Linked DNA regions of Rattus norvegicus: region 2 is linked to region 1. Evidence: chromatin contacts called from public Hi-C data. All regions are on one chromosome and are shown on one strand. The core of a region is the stretch at or near the end of the contact, and the rest is flanking DNA. Distances in the headings are between cores, read along the strand shown. Region 1 holds the start of Slc25a13 (solute carrier family 25 member 13). Region 2 overlaps LOC102554854 (a long non-coding RNA gene).

Region 1 (2,512 bases), core at 5-2,504:
CAGGCACCCAGTCTAGGAACAAGAAAACAGCGGATTTGGGGAGCCTGGAGAGACTCTAGTCACAGAACAGTATTTAAATATATTTGTCTGCGTACAATTTCCATTGCAAATGTGATTAGTTTGCCTGAATAAATAAGAAATGATGTGTTGGCCATGTTTTCCTCTCCAGGGTTATCACAGAGTTTTGATTAAGGACAAATGTTGGAAATGTTGGGTATATTTAAGTTCACTGCACTTAAAATGATCTAAGAAGTTGTATAGGCTTGATTAAAGGGCTGCCTTCGTGAACTTAAAATTAAAAGCAATAAATTCCAATGACTCGAGTGATTGGGACTGAATATGGTATTCTGCCAGCAAAGTTGAAATGCAGTCCAGAGAGGCTGAAATGGTGTGCAGGTTTGATGCACCGGTGAAAGAGGAAAGGTCAACCTGTCAGAGCTGCCTTCTCCCTGGGTTCGTGAACGATTCACATTACACAGAATTCCTTTTAAGTAGAACTTCACAGGAGAGACAAGCTCCCAGGACAATCTGTTTTGTCATTTTCAAAAAGAAGCCTCTCTGAGGCTCGGAGGCTGGCTTGTAAAGTGTTGTCAGATGGAGAGAGGGAAGGTAAGGATAGGAGAGGGGAGATGGGGGTGGGGAAGGGTCCAGGGCTAGCTATGCACAGGCGCAGGCCAAGTTTCCCAGTTTCCAAAACGGAAGTCAAGGTGACTTCCCTACCAACCGGAGGGCGGAACCCTTGAAACGTAATAGGATCAGGCTTCAGCCCCAGTTGGGGCCCCTGGAAGGAGAAACCCAGGTCAACAACAGTCGGGTCAGAAGCAGGAGAACCCCGAAGTAGCAAAAGGGTTTGTGTGTCTCTGGGCTCTAACCGGTCCCAGGCTACCTGGCCCCATTCGCGCGCTCCTTCTTGCTGGCAAGGGCTCAGTCCCGCGAGACACCGCTCCGGACCGGGCCAAGTGGGAGTGCCCTGCTAGCAAAGTTTCCGTAGCAAGATCCGGCCGCGGTACCCACGCGGCCACAAGTGCAGTCCCCTGTGCCCTCCACCCCGCAGCTGCAAGGTGGAACCCCACATCTACTACACCGGCTGGACCCCTCTGGGCTCCAGATTCGCCCCGGCCCGCCGTTCTTACCTTGGCGGCCGCCATGCTTCGGCCGGGGTACAGGCAGCTTTGAGACCTGCTGTCTGGTTGGATTGCACTAGGGACCCCGGCGACTCACTTCCCGTCCAGGCAGAGGTGGGGGCGGTGATTCTGCCCGGCAGCATGCGCGCCTGGCCTGCCTCCCCACGCCCTCCTGGCGCGGGTCATGCGGGAGCCGTCAGCCCATTGGCTGGGCCAGGGCAGGGCCTCCCGGGCGCGCGTGATCTGAAGGCCTCTGCCCTGTAGCCAGGGAGGGCCTCAGTATGGGAACTACTGAGGGACCAGGACATGTGACACAAACTGTGCTGTCCAGCTTTAGTAGCCATTGTTGTGGATACCCCGGGCCCAGGGAGAAATGCAAGCCACTGTACAGAAGACTGGTGACCTGCTGAGGAAAGCTGCTTCTGGGGCCAAGGGCTGGCTAGGCCTGTGCCCATGAGATAGCCAAGTTAGAGTGGTTAACACACAACACCTGAAAGTTAACACACATACTCTCACACATGCATACCTAGTTGGAAAAGGTTCTTGCCAGGTTCACCTTGGTTTTTGCTTCAAGATGGACCCCACTTTAATGCCATCATGAATCCCTAAAGTATTCACTAATAGAAGTGAAGATAACAAACAGGTATCTCACCTACTTTGTAGTGATAAATTCTTGAATATGGTACAGAACTCTATATAAGGATCAAAGAGGTCAAGGCCTTAAAGAGGTGACAAACCTTAATAAAACTTACAGGCTATAGTTTGTTCCCAGGACACCATAAGAACAATAAAAACAGGAAAAGATCTTAGAGAATATTCCTAAGGTAAGAATGTCAGTCCAATGCATAGATAACAAGAGATGCCCCAGCCATACAGAATGAGAGGAGACAGGAGACCCTGGGGAACCCAAGGGTTTGGTCAGAGAAGGCAACCTAAATGTAGGGAACTGCTGGAGGAAGTCTAGGTGACAGGAAAGATCTGTGTTGTGGAGATTCTGGGTACCCTGCAGAAGAACTGAAACCACCTGGGGGCTTTTAAAGGCTAGAGGCAGCATATGTAAATTCCAGTGTAGCTGGAGTTCCACTCACTTACCAGATTGTATCCCAGGTTCACAAGTTAGAAACTAAATCAGGAGTGTAATATAATCAAGTCCTAAGGGCTCTGCCCTAAAGTATGCAAATGCCTTCGTAAAGAGGGGCTTGTAACCCTTACGTTCCCAGTACCAGGAAAGTGAGAGCAGGTAGATCAAGGGTTCCAGGCCACCCTAATCTGTATAGATTTAGGAAGCATGTCGAAAAAAGAAAGAAAAGAAAGGGACTCATAGTAATAAGCTTACTCTCATTGTCTTCTGTCATGTGACAAGGTAGCTTTCCTCTCTCAGGAAGATA
Region 2 (2,512 bases), core at 6-2,505, 68 kb after region 1:
GCGTGTACCTGTACGTGTGTGTGAGTGTCCGTGCCTCTGGAGGTCCGAGGACAGTGTCTAGCACTGGTTCCCACCTTTCATGGTGTTTGAGGCATGCTCTCTTGTTTGTTTGTTGCTCTGCATGCTGGGCTAGTTGCTTGTGAATTTCTGGGCATTCTCCTGTCTCTGTCTCCTGTCTCACCCAGGAGCACGAACATTACAAATGAGCAGTGCCACACTTCATTTTCCATGGATTCTGGGCATCCAAACTCAGCTCTTCATGCTTTTGTGTGAGCATTTTACTTGTCGCACCATCTCCCCACCTCAGTAATGGGAATTTTAAAATTGTATGTTAACATGAAATACTGATGCCTAATGAAAGTCAAGCTTTCTTTGTTCTCTACCCTGTTGGTCATTTAGAACTGCAGCTGTTGACTTTGATGGCTGGGGGGAAGGACACATTTTCTTTTGTCCCCCACTTAGCCATTTGGAAAGCACTAAAAGATTTTGGTATTTGAATCATTCTTTGCTTTTTTTTGCTACTGTTGCTTGTTTTGACATAGTCTTGTGACACACCTCAGGCTGGCCTGTAGTTCACAATTCTTCAGCTTCAGTCCTGTCTTCTATGGGCTGGAGTTACAAGCATGCACGGCTATTCCTGCTTGGCTAGAATGGTTCTTGAATAGCAGTTTTAAGATTTCAAGGATTTGAGTTTACATGGGAGAAGAAATCCAATATGAAGTTAATATGTAGCCTGGTTCTTTTACACAGCCTAACACCCTGCTTACCTTTGAGCAGAGCACAGAGAACCGGAGAGGAAAAATTAGCAACAAAAGGAAGTTGCTGAAGGCTAGGAATCAGGTTCCAGACTAGACTCAGTTTTAGAAGCCCAACCAGTGACTAATCCCGGTCTCGCTTAGCCTCACCAACATGCTGTGCACAGGGCTTGCTGCTGAGCAAATGAATAAAGGAATGAGTGCATGGGTGGCGAGGCGAGGAGGTGTTCAGTAAATGCAGAGGGGCAGCTTCAAAGATCTGACAGTAGACAGGTTAAAGTGGTTGGGTTGTTGGGGGGAGTATTTCTTTTATCAAAGCAACCCTGTAGTCTGTACTTCTGGAAACGATGGCCAATAGCTGTTGTTTCTCACCGGATGTTCTGTATTTGGAAAGGGTCAGTCCTCCAAGGCTTTCTTCCTGCTCCTTGGTCCAGTGTCAGCCATGTTTTCCTCACTGCCATTGGATGGAATGTAGCCAGTGAGCTAAGGATTTGTCCAGTAGACGGCGCTGTTGTACTCTAGCCTTGCCCATCTGGTAAGGTCGTCCTTCCTCACTGTGGTTCACAGGTTTCCATAAGGACTCCAGACATTTGGTAAAGAGTTTTTCTTTCTTTCTTCTTTAATTAGATGCAAATCTCTCTCTCTCTCTCTCTCTCTCTCTCTCTCTCTCTCTCTCTCTCTCTCTCTCTCTCTCTCTCTCTTTTTTTACAATTGGGCTCACCCCTCATGTCTTTTAATAGCAATATAGTAAAAAAAAAGAAAATACAAAGTAACATTCACATTTTCTGGTTCTAGAATCCAAACAACAACCTTTAGATGGGATCCTGACACCTTTGACTGAATGAAGCACACACACAGTGTGTGTGTGTGTGTGTGTGTGTGTGTGTGTGTGTGTGTGTGTAAAATGGTGGTCAATTATCTCCAACATGTAACCGCCATCCTGTTTTGGTTAAGGGCCCCAATTCACACACTCGGTGGGAAGGTCTGGGCCGCCCACGCAGGGTCGGGTGGGTCTTTTCCCAGTGAGCAGAGGAACACTGGACCATTATGGAGTAAGGTGTAGGGGGCTCCTGCTGGATGGCTCAGGCACAGTTGTCCCCAGATGCCCACTACCAAAGAATCTACAGGGCAGCACCAGCTTTGACCTCAGAGGGACCGAGAAAGATGCCACCTTGGCCTGGGGTCAGACCGTGTATGGGAACAGGGAAAGGAATGTAGACTTTGGCAGAGCGAAGAGAGGAAATATGGGCACCTAGGGAAGGCCACTGCCAGGCAACAGTGTGGGAAGCTCCCATCTGACAGCTACCTGGGAGGTCTTTTTAATAAAACTCATGAAAGTAAAGTACAGCTGGAAACTGCAGAACATGCACCAAGTAAAGGACCACTTGGTGAAGATCCTCATTTCCAGCTGAGAGTTGGCAGGGTTGGACTAGGGATGGGAATGTGTCCATGCGAGCTAGGATTTTCTGGTGATGGGTCTTTTTCATTACCATAAAAACAGAACATTATCCCTGCTCCTACCCCGGTCACTGAGATGCTGCAACAGTAACATATGGGAAGTTTGTCAGCTGTAAAGTTCCAGAAGGGTGTGAAGCCCTGCACTTGCTAGAGACAGGGCTCCTCTCCTCTCCTCGTCAAAATGCTTCCTTGCCACAGCACAGAACTCAGAAATTTTATATACAGTACGTACTAAAACAAACAGACAAATCAACAATGAAACCAATGACACATGCTTGTCATCTCTGACAAACATCTCA

The links. Hi-C and Micro-C count contacts between places; a contact is called where the count stands out from the background.
Region 2: a contact with region 1 is called in a Hi-C map of liver, with 1.8 times the contacts expected there. The contact joins the enhancer-like site here to the promoter of Slc25a13 in region 1. A contact is called at or near these places in 3 of 12 Hi-C or Micro-C datasets (kidney and liver).

What each region holds. Positions count from the first base shown.
Region 1 is chr4:35,327,106-35,329,617 of GRCr8, forward strand. It overlaps Slc25a13 (solute carrier family 25 member 13), which reads right to left and starts at 1,255. Exons shown (of 18, transcript NM_001419627.1): 1 at 1,134-1,255. The coding sequence starts at 1,148.
Region 2 is chr4:35,395,281-35,397,792 of GRCr8, forward strand. All of the region lies in intron 2 of LOC102554854 (a long non-coding RNA gene), which reads left to right. Among named protein-coding and RNA genes, the nearest start is that of Slc25a13, 68 kb to the left of the region's middle. Within about 2 kb of position 1,256, at least 4 of the 93 cell types and tissues checked have an H3K27ac peak or open chromatin away from gene starts, as enhancers often do. A contact at or near this core is called in liver, where this site is marked.